2 separate regions of the Mus musculus genome follow, and region 2 is linked to region 1. Evidence: chromatin contacts called from public Hi-C data. All regions are on one chromosome and are shown on one strand. The core of a region is the stretch at or near the end of the contact, and the rest is flanking DNA. Distances in the headings are between cores, read along the strand shown.

Evidence for each region. A called contact is a pair of places that touch in the nucleus more often than the background predicts.
Region 2: a contact with region 1 is called in a Hi-C map of cerebellar granule neurons, with 2.0 times the contacts expected there. The contact joins the promoter of Syt6 here to the enhancer-like site in region 1. A contact is called at or near these places in 1 of 39 promoter capture datasets (embryonic stem cells), 3 of 484 Hi-C or Micro-C datasets (cerebellar granule neurons, microglia and nephron progenitors), 4 of 115 datasets of contacts at active chromatin or transcription factors (SST interneurons, embryonic stem cells, memory CD8 T cells and 1 more) and 1 of 9 other capture datasets (adipose tissue).

Annotation. Positions count from the first base shown.
Region 1 is chr3:103,479,283-103,484,929 of GRCm38.p6, reverse strand. No RefSeq gene overlaps it. Among named protein-coding and RNA genes, the nearest start is that of Gm34049, 19 kb to the left of the region's middle. Within about 2 kb of position 1,414, at least 10 of the 459 cell types and tissues checked have an H3K27ac peak or open chromatin away from gene starts, as enhancers often do. A contact at or near this core is called in cerebellar granule neurons, where this site is marked.
Region 2 is chr3:103,571,320-103,577,170 of GRCm38.p6, reverse strand. It overlaps Syt6 (synaptotagmin VI), which reads right to left and starts at 1,926. Exons shown (of 8, transcript NM_018800.5): 1 at 1,631-1,926. The coding sequence starts at 1,793.

The sequences.
Region 1 (5,647 bases), core at 165-2,664:
CTGTGAGTTCTGTGCAAAGCCAGACATGAGCAGTCCCCACTCTGAGATCATATAACATTACCTGGTTTCAAAAGCATCTCAGCTTGTGCCGGGAATCTCAGTGAACCCTCTGTGCTGGATAGTTTTGTGTCAACTTGACACAGGGACAGTATTCTGAGAGGAGAGAACCCCAAGTGAGAAAAATGTGTCCAGAAGACTGAGCTGTTAGACAAGCAGGCCTGTCCAGCACTTTTTAAGAAACTGGTGACTGATGGGGGAGGACCCAGCCCATTGTGGGTGCGGCCATCCCTGGACTAGTGGTCTGGGCTCTGTAAGAAAGCAGGATGATCAAGCCATTAAGAGCAAACCAGCAAGCCAGATCCTGCCTTCACGGTCCTGTCCTGACTTCCTTGGATGATGAACAGTAAGATGGATGTGTAAGCCAAATAAACCCTTTCCTCCCCAAGTTGCTTTGGTTATGGTATTTCATCACAGCAATAGTAACTCTAAGACACCCTCCCTTCACCACCATGAATACAATCCTATCTGCTTCAGCCCTCCACCCTCTAGAGCTACAAGCTGATGAGGGGAAGGTGGCAGGTAGAGAAGAGACCTATGAGCTTTTCTTATTATTTTTTTTTCTTCTTGTTTGTTGGCTTCGTTTTTTTTTTTTTGTCTGTTTGTTCCCTTTTCCTGGTGACAAAAATCCTTGTTCTGTGCAGTTAAATGGGAGTGGTTAGAGGACATGAGGACTCTGGCAACAGCTAGGCTCTAACTCAGTCACAATTGTTCCATGATACCTCCTGGTGAGAAAGGACTCCAGGGAAGAGGAGGAGGCTGCCTGCCTGCTCAGCTCCAGTCAGGGGTGCCGCACCTGGAAGGTGGGAAGGAGGTCAGAGGGCTCTCCCTCAAGTGCAAACACCTTGCCTCTCCTGGAGAGCAGTGCCTGTCTGTCCTGCTTTCCTCTCCCTGCTTCCCCCTTGAAAGCTCACACAGATCATTGATCGAAGGCCAGCCAGCTTTCAACAGATCCTTTGAGGATCTTGTCCTGCTTCCAAGCCTAGGGGCACCTGGGCATAAAAGAATCTCAGAGAACTGGGGAAGATACTATTCTAGGTAACCAGCTCCCATTTCTTTCTAACTATGACCATACTAAATTGGCATAAGTAGAGTCTGCCACCCCCCGCCCTGCCCCGCCCAGTCTCTACCCATCTCCCCGCACCACCACCATCCACCCCTCACACACACACCCCAGTCAGGGCTTGGCCAGTGAATCAGCCTTGTCAGATGGAAGTGAAGTTCAATCATTGAATAACTGGGAAGGTTTGGGGAGCCCATTTTCTTGTCCTTAAGTCATCTGTTCCCCCTGACCCAGGAGCAGCCTGCCAGCAGCTGCCATCACCAAACAGAGCACAGCTACCCTGGCACCTTGGCTTGGGTCTCTTTCCAACTGAGCTGCCACACATGACTTGGTGAGCGATCTCTGGCTGCCATTCAGGGGAAGACAGATGGCTGAGAAATTATTTTCTGGAGTTTCCTGACCAGATTTCTCTCTGATGTTTCATGAAGCAAGATGTGGCTTTAAGAATCATCCCTGAAATCTTGCTTGGTTGGGAAAAGCCTAAACACTACGGACAGCCTATTTCCATTTTGGGGGGCACAGATAATGTTGGGCCTGGAGTGGCACAAATGATGATGAGAGGTCTGTAGGTGTTGCTGGCCAACACCTCTCTCCCTGATAATATAATAGCTGGGGTACCACATGGACCAGGACATGGAGTTCTGGTTGATCATCCTGTATGAACTGTGAGAGGGCTATACAGAGGATTAGTCCCAAAGAACACACACACCACGTACCTTTTGGTGTGGCCAAGAGGTTAGTGAATTCCAAACCAGTGGAATTGGAGAACTGTATGACATGGATATTAGGGTTATGGCAAACCTGAGACTAGGGAGTGCATCCCAGAGGATATCCATGGGACCTGGAACAGGTACCATTTCCTTTGAGATGTCCGATGGTTATGGGGGATTCCCAGGGGCCCGAGTGGATGTCATTTAAGGGAACTATTTTTAGCTGTGAAAATGGCTTGGGATATGTCACTGGTGTTCCTCTATTGTACGGTGGCCTTGAATCCAGAGCCACCAGTCGGGTGTGAGGTCAGGAGCAGTGTTACTAAGGAGAGTGGAGACTGCACTGACCGTGTCTAGCAGTCATGGGATGGAAGAGGACCCTATTTCTTTTTTTTTATTAGGTATTTATTTCGTTTACATTTCCAATGCTATCCCAAAAGTCCCCCACATACCCCCCCACCCACTCCCCCCCAACTCCCCCACCCACCCACTCCCACTTCTTGGCCCTGGCGTTCCCCTGTATTGAGGCATATAAAGTTTGCACGACCAATGGGCCTCTCTTTCCACTGATGGCCAAATAGGCCATCTTCTGCTACATATGCAGCTAGAGACACGAGCTCCGGGGGTACTGGTTAGTTCATAATGTTGTTCCACCTATAGGGTTGCAGATCCCAGACCCTATTTCTAAGTCAGCCCAGGGAAACTGTCAAGTCAGGGTTTGGCCTATTTTTCAGTTACCCAAAGTGCAAGATTCACAACCCCAGTAAGCACAATGGAATTGTCTGTACATTGGTGCTCACTGGGTTAATAGGGACCATTCTGGTGATATACCTAAGTCCTTTGCAATAGCGGGCCATAGGTCTGCCAGGGCTACTGTAAAGGTGGGGCGCTCTGCCCACAGGGCAGCTCTTGTGTTTTCCTTCCTCACCGTGCCTGGCTGATTCTTACTGGCTAATTTTGACTAAGAAGCTGCTTCCTTTTAGAAGACCCTGACCTTCCTTTTTCCCGTGTGTTCCTTTGCCGCCTTTCACTTACTTATAATTGTGTGAGTTTCACTAGCATATGTGTTTGTGTGCACGTGTGAACCTGTGTGTATGTGTGTGTACATGTATGTGTGTCTGTGTGCATGTATGTGTTTATTTGTGTACATGTGCGTGCATATGCATATGTGCAACTGTGTGTGTGTGTGTGTGTGTGTGTGTGCGCGCGCGCGCACGCACATGTGCTCATATGTGCAAATACACAGAGGTCAGAGAAGGACATCAGGTGTCCAGCTCTAACACTTGCCTTATACTCTTGGGACAGTGTCACTGAATTTTTTTTTATCAGTTTTTAACATTTTTAAATACATTTATTAACTTATTTGTGTCAGGTTAGAGGTGGAAACAAGCTTGCCTCGGTGAAAGGAGAACTAGTGGAAGCCAGTTCTCCCCGTCTGCAGTCTGCGTTCCAGAGATCCAGCTCAGGTCATCAGAGTTAGCAGCAGGTGCCTTTACTCACTAAGCCAGCTTACAGCCTTCTTCTGGTATTTTTCCCCAGCTTGACTTGCTAGCCAGCAAGCCCCAGAAATCCTCCTATCTCTGTCCTTCCACCAGCTTTGGGATTACAGGCATGATCAACCACACCATGCTTTTTAAACTTGACGTCTTCATAGTAATATAGTGAGTGCTCCTACCTCTGAGCCATTTGCCCAACCCTAGACTACTAGCTCTCCTTAACGACAGAAACAATGCCTTGCTTGTCATGGAGTCAGCGCCAGACAAGGTGTCTGGTGCAGCAGCTATGTATCCTCAGCGTTTTCATGGAATCAGTGAATGAATGGACAAGTAACTTGACCAGAGTTGAGATTGTAACCCAGCCCTGTTTGCCTCAGCCCTTCGGCACCCGGATGATACAGACATTGTCCTGTGTGTTATTTAAAGCAATGCTGCGTGACCCCCGGAACTCCTGCAGTGCCTTGGGAGTGACTACAGTGAAATTTTGAATTTGACATTTGGAAATCAACTTCAAGTATTCACCAGCTGTCCACTTACCATTCTGGTCTACAAGACAGATCTCCTCCTGCTCGTTATCTGCTAATTGGCTGATTTGGGCCTCAAAATTAACTCCCACTTCCCCTCAGGACCATACCTCTGCCATCATGCAGTTTGCTCCTTGGTACAGTCCTTTGCAAAACTCCTGGAGAGCCAGGAAGGCAGAGAGCCAGCATTGTACTTACCAACAATACTTGATTGAGAAAGGAAATCACTTGCATTCCCATCCCAAGACTGCGCTGGCTTGTTGATGCTACGCCACATCAGCTACTGTCACAAAATTCAGTCAGCCAGGAGATTGTAAGCAGAAGTCAAAGAGAAGCCTGTTGCTCGGCAGCCATCACTGTACACCGGAATCACAATATTTACACACACAGGAGCCGCAAACGGGCTGCATTATCTACTTCTGCTTAATATAGACGAAGGATGGCGTGCATCTGGGGAATACAGAGGCTCAGAAAAAGCCCTGCGAACCCTCAGGAGTGAAGTTTCAATGTTCTTTTCCTGTAGGGCCATTGGCTTCCATGGGACAGGGAAGAAACCACTATACCATGGCTTCCCACTGGTCTGTTTACACCAGGGTGTGGCTCTCCCCTGACTCAGGTAACCTGGGATGTAATCTCAAATTACTCAGTTCAAGTGATTTCACCAGGCCTCTCTGAAATGGGAGCTTTTGTTGTTCAGAATATTCTGCTGTTCAAGAGAAATATTGAAAATATCTATGACACCTTGGATCCCGTTCAACACAACTCAGCCAAATGGGGGAGGTGTAGGAGAAACACTTTGGCTATAAATTGATCATAATTGAATCTAAGTGACAGTTATATTTGGGGGGTGGGTGACATAGTCTCTGTTGTCTTATCCATATTTCAAATTTCCATAAAGTTTTTCATTTGGCATTTAATCATAATATTAAACAACTTATTCTGAGGAATAATTCAGTATTGTATATTTCAAAGCCTTCAAAATGGCCAAAGCATGTGACTGAGAAATTCTACTTCCAGGAATTTGCCCTTAGGAAATAAACAGGAATGTGTGAAAAGCTGTCTCTGCCAGGGTGTTCACTGTGGTCTTATTTATGATAGCAGGGAGAAAGAAAATAACCTACACGTTCAATAATGAGACCTCATTAAATAACCTATGACATAATATAGCCATTAAAATAATTTTGGAACTGATGATGGTGAACAGAAGTAGATATTTCACACTCTATTAATGCAAATAAATTGAATGATTTTATTACTTTGGGAGGTGAATTGGTATTATCACTGGTTTAAATGCATGCTATGACCCATTTCCTGTCGCTAATAACTCAGTACAATAGAGAGGGTATGTGACAAAGAAAAGTGATTTATCTTGGCACTTGGTTTTTGTTTAAGGAGGGGCTACATCTGGTGAGGACCTCCAAGTCCTGAAGTAGTACAATCTTGAAAAGTTTACCTAATTCTAATTACTTTCTAAAGTCCCCATCCCAGAAATACCACAACAAAATTAAACTCTCTCTCTCTCTCTCTCTCTCTCTCTCTCTCTCTCTCTCTCTCTCTCTCTCTCTCTCTCTCCCTCTCTCTCTCTCTCCTGAGATAACTGTAGTTTTTTATGCTTAGTGTGTGTGAGTGTGTGCGTGTGTGCATGTGTATGTGCATAGTGCACATGTGGAGGTCAAAAGACAGCTTGGGGAGTTGATTCTCTCCTTCTACCACATAGGGTCTGGGGTCAAACTTAGGCAGTCTTGTTCACTGAGCCACCTCAGTGGCTCACCGCATTCTTCATATTAGGAAAAAGGG
Region 2 (5,851 bases), core at 677-3,176, 92 kb before region 1:
CAATTCATTGATTAAACAGAGAGAGAGAGAGAGAGAAAGAGAGAGAGAGAGAGAGAGAGAGAGAGAGAGAGAGAGATCCCTAATGACTCATACAGAAGTGAGGTGGGCTCCACTCACAGAAGGCTGGATACAGCCTCCCTCCCTGAGCATACACACAGCCTCCCCTGACCTCTCTACCTTCCCTCTCACAGGATCTATCCCTAACCTGGAATCTTCCTCTATCTTTGACCTTTAACCTCAAATGGAAAAGGCGCTCTGGAATCTGAGGCCACTGGGAGCTCGCCCGACCTGCACCTGCTCCTGGGTACCTCTCCCCTGGTCCCTGATTACCTGTCCCTGGAGAGATGCGTGAGGACCACATTTCTGCCTTTAGCAGCCCCCTCCTGTCTTTCCCTCACTAGCCATATGGAACCACGAAGCGACTCCCACTTAAGCCTAGGCCCGGAGCCACTAGGGTCTTGGTCAGGGTCTTGATCGGGGTCTCAGTCGCGGACAAGGTACGGTGAGTCTGCAGAGCCCCAAGGAACTCCAGCGCTTGGGTCTCTGCAGGATCTCCCCACCCCCACGCCGCATTCGCTCCGGGCCGCAGGCTGCCCCCGGGCCCTTCCCTCCGAGGGGACACGACCCATACTTCCTCTGTCCTGTACCCTCCTAATTGCGGGACAAAGGATCCCGCTGCAGCAGGAGAGCTTGGCGGCAAAGACTGGTGCAGCAGGTACATACCCGGGCCGGTCGGCTGTCACGCCGCGGACACTCCCGCGGCTCCCGCCGCCAGGGCGCGACACGCCACCCCTCTTGTCGCGACTCCCGCGAGACGTCGCGGCTGCACGCAGGACCGGGTCCCCGAGGGGCTCGGGCTCAGGACTCACCCGGGCTCAGGAGCTGGACTCGGCTCGGGCTGCCGCCTAGACTTGGCGGCTGCCGGGGTTGCGTCCGGCGCAGGGTCCGCGGGGCCGGGGCAGGAGGTTCCCGCCTGGCAAAGTCGGTGAGAGGCACCGGCTCAGTTGAACACCCGCCCGGAGTCCGAGTGAGTCAGAGAGAGACCGAGGAAGCGAGTTATAGGGGTGCCGGGTGGGGGTGGGGGTACGCCACGACACTCTCCCCACCCCGCCCCCCGTCCCCCCTCCCCCCCGGCGAGACGCAGACAGCCACTCGCTGCTGAGAAACCTGGACACAAAGACCGCGTGCCAGCTGCAGGCGCAAGTTTTTCCCAAGCCCAGTGGCACCGCCAGCCTTTACCCAGTCACTAATGAGCCCTGGATCCTAGATCCTGAACCCTGGACAGCCCCCCACCCCCTGAAACACAGCTTTCCTCCGTGCCCAGGACGTCTCCATTCCCCTCACCCTGGCCAATCGCTCCTGGGATGAGCCCAAGACACAAGGGAAACTGAGGCCCCAAGGATGCCGCATCTCCGGGCTCTCATAATTAGTGACCTGGAAGGAGAAGGGTTCTCTCCTCTCAGGTCCTCTTCGAATCTCTCCCTGCGGGCGGTGAGCCAGGGAACTGACCCAGACTGGGACTCCGAGCTAGACTTCTGAGGTTCTGGGGCCCTTGGGCTGGTACCTTGGGCAGGGGAGGCCACTGAGAAGAGAAATCCAGGAGTGGAGAGGGACCTGGGTCTCCCAGTACCTGAGTCTGCCGCGCTTGGACTCTGCTCCGGGGACTGCAGCTCGAAGCTCCGACAAGTCTCAACGTCCAGCCCGAGAGGGGGCGGCCGGGCCCGGCACAGAGAAGCCAGGACCGCGAGCGCCGCCTGGCACCGAGGCCCTCCGGCCCCCCAAACCCCGCTCATGCCCCGGACACTCAGGCCAGCGGAGTAGTGGCTCGAACTCCAGCCGCGGCCGGACTGGGGCGGGGTAAGAAGGCCCCAAGAAGACCCTCCCCGCAGCGGCCCCCTGAGGCTCCGCTCTGCTTTTAATCACTTCCCCGCAGGGTCCCCGCCCCTCACGTGGCATCCCGCGGCAGCTGGCAAGTCTGGCGCCTCACGGCCGCCCCCTCCACACTCAGGGACTTGCCTGAGTCCGGGCAGGTTCCAACCCCGCTGTCCCACATCATGCAGGATCAAGGCCAACTGAGTCCTCACTGCGGATATGACCTTGGGCCTTTCTGGGACTCAGTTTTCCATTTCGTAAACGAGGTGTAATAATTACTGGTGCTCTATGAGCTCCCTGGGAATATATAGGTAGTGCTTGTGAAAACGTTGGGGAAACTGCCACATGCCAAACAAGTGGGCATCGCAATAACACAACATAAAAAGGAGTGGTCTGACTGTATGGCGGGAGGACCCTGCAAAGAGAGTTAACAGGAGAAGTTAGCCAGACTTTCCGGGTCTGGGCTTCGGAGATATAAGACCCCAAGACGGCAGAGCGAGGGGAACTGTAAAGAAGACTTTCAGAGCCCCGCAATCTTGCGGTCCGAGGCACCCGCACGTTGCTATGGCGACTGGAGGCAGCGGCCGTCTCTCTCCATGGCAACAGGAGGAGAAAGTTTCTGAATAGGAGTGGGGAGCATTTCAGAAAGGGGTTCGGTTCCCACCAGACCCACCTCCACGCATCAGACCAAACCCACCATAAATAATATATTTTTGTATGAAGCATATATAACAAGGACCAAAAAGACGGAAATCTAAATAGGAGGCTAGACTGTAAAAGGAGCTCCCCTCAGGAACTGTGAAGTGAGACTCAGAAGCAGGGTGGCTGTTAGTTTCGGGATGCTTTCACCCAGGCCTGGAAATCTAGGAGCCATTGCTAACAGACAGGAGAGCGACTCCCTTAAGGCCCTATCACAGTAGACTCCCACCCTTCACCTATCATCATTGTGTTGCCTTTCCGAAGTAGGATCTGGGAAAGAAACTTTAGCTGGAGCCCCTGCACCTGCAGCTACGGGGCTGGTGTGTGCAAGTGAGAGTGGTCAGGGAGGAGGGTCCTTCCTCCGAATACACGTTAATTGGAGGTGGCTTGGGCTGCGACTCAGGTTCCAGAGAGAGGAGATTTGGAGCGGTAGCTCCAGACGATCACCACCATGCACCATCTGTACCAGCCGCATCAACTGGCCCTTATAGTTGCAAACACGAGACAGACAGTGCCCAGGGTAGCAAGAGAAAGGCCTCAACCTAAGAGACCTCTTCTCTCAGCCTGGAGGTTCTCCTAACAGGCGCAGTGTCCCTGTCCGCGGTGCTGAAGATTCGGTTGGTATAATCAGCTTGTGCGCGCTGTGTTAGGGAAGAGTGGGGAGGGGCTATTATAGCGGGTTCGCAGCTTCCACCCGGGTCCCTAGAGCCTGCCATAGAGAAGTGTGGGAACTTGAGCGGAAGGGACTGAGGACGGCTTGATCCATGGTTCAATCCAGACCACCTTCCAGGCAGTGGTGCTGGATTGCTGTTCCAACAACAGGTAAGCTTCTGCCTCTCCACTTGCCTTCCACCCACCTGAGGAACCCAGACGCCCGATATCCTCCCCTCCATCACCAATGTAGATTTCAGCCCCGAGGAGAGTTCGGAGTTCCGAGGCCCCAGGCAACACTCTCATTAGCAGCTTCCCAAGCGGGGGTTTTGTGTTTATGTAAAACACAAATGGAGAGCTGCTCTCTGCTGGTGTTTATGGCAACTCTCACTCCGCGGCGATTTCTCCCTCCTCCTCTCGAGTTTCCTGGGAACATTAGCAGAACAAAGCGCCTTGTTTCCCTTTGCAAAGAATGGAAAAACAAAACAAAACAAAAACAAAAACAAAAAACGGGGACCACCTTTCCAAGGGCTCAGGTCTGCGACGCAGGGAAATCAATATTTTGCTTAACACTGAGTAGGGGAATTTGCCTCTCCACTGAAAGGGAAGGAGCCTGTTCGGAGCAGAGCAGGTGGCAGGAGCTGAGAATTAACGGATAATTTCTCATTGTTCCCGGATCCAACCTCCACACTCGGCAGGCAGCTCTGCGTCTCTGGCATTTCTCAAGCTAACAGAGCGAAAGAGGTTCTGCCCTGACAGGGCTGCAGGAAGAAACCTGAGCTCCAGGCTCCTAGGACATTTGGAGTGCCAGAGTAACTGCAGGAAAGAGACAGAGACACTGACAAGAGATAGAAGAGACGAGCACAGAGACAGTGGGTGTAGGAGATAAGAAAAACCAAGTCAGATACCTATAATGGCACACATTCAGAAAGTGACACTAAGAAATATTTTTTTCTTACACTAAGACAAGCTTCATTCTAGCTGTTTTCTTCCTCTTTGCCATCAGCTGCTGATAATACTGTGGTGAGGAGCCAGAATCAAAAACAGAAGAAAACTCTCTTGTGTATCTCTAAGACTCCTTGCCCCACAAGTCCAACCCCTAAACACGTCTAAAAGTAGTCCCATATGAAGAAACCAGATTCACCCTCCCAGGGCATCATCCAAATGTCAGACCACTCAACCCTGAGGAGAAAGACTATGCGGAGTGCAGGTTTAGGTGTGGGGAAGAGAGAAAGAAGAACACAGAAAACATGGCCAAGTGCCAAACAGGGATGTGGGTACTAGGAGGCCTGAGGCAGTCACAGCCTCTTGCTGGACTTCGGTGTCCTTGTGAAGGGGAGATTGTCAAGGCTAGAAGCAGACAATGGTTTTCCACAGGTGCAACTCACACCTAGCTACCGCTCTCCCACTGTGGGGTCCCCAAACCAGGCTGCTCCAAAGTACAGACTGGGACTAGAAAAGGGGCCTGAGGTAGATTGAGAGATCTGAAGCAGAAGCCAAAGACCTCCCACTCCTATGCCCTTGTCATGCTCTTCCCATAGAGCCAAAGTACACATTCCCCACCCCCACCCCACGATCCACCCTTGGGGCAGTCACCCACCCTACTCAGAACAGCCGTGTCTAGTTGAATTACTCGACAAATAAAATAAACGAGGACCACTTTTTTTTTTAATTTGAATCTTGATAGGAAATTGCTAATGCTGTAGGCGGAAGAGTGAGCTCTTTTGACATGAACTGATGTGTCATATCATCTTTCCATCTCAGTGCAATTTCTAAATAGGGAGCCCTCTCCCCAGCCTCGCTCCACCCCAGCCCTCCCAGAGAGGTAAAGGTGGCATCTGACGCTCATAGCTGAGTAGTCGGACAGACGTGCAGGGAGAGATAACTGGGAACTAGACACAAGGGAGCTTAATGCTTTGTCAAGTACCTCAGAGCCACAGGGGATCTAACCCAGCTTTGAGGCCCGCCCCCTCTGTTCTCTCTACTTTCCTTATGCCCTGCTTTCTGAGGTATTTTCCCAAATCAGAGAGAAGCATCCAGAAGGTATGGTGCTCAGAGGCCAACCTGTACTCGTTGGCTAGGCTAATCCATGCAAACAGCCAAGTAGGAATTTATCTCCTTCAACCCTCACAATAGGGAGGACTGGTGGGCTCTCATAGTCCATCTGCAAAGTGAGGCAATCCCTGGTGGTGCAAGCTGGGAGGTGGCAGAGAACTGGACCCAGACCCTCCAAGTACACAGCAGTGTCTCTTCCTTCTCCATGTTGAGAGTAGGGTTGTGGGATTCTATATGTTCCTTTAAAAGGTCACCTTAAAACCTTAAAACAGACTTTCTTACATGTAAAAGGTATTTAGAAATTAATTATACAGAGGAATGGAAGATTTAGTCTCAAGTGTTTTTGGAAGGCTCCGGGCTCTCTGAACTTCACGATTCCAGTTGCCTCTAGGACCCCAGTGCTGGCTTTGAGGAAAGTCAATGTCATTGATGAAGCACAGAGTTGGAACCTAGTCTGGTCACCTTCTTCTCAAAACTTTCGTGACTGTTTCACTTCTGACAGAGCTGGAACTTTCCAGAGGCCCTCTTAGAGAGTCTCTGCTATGCCTGGGATGTGTCTATGCTCATAGCCCAG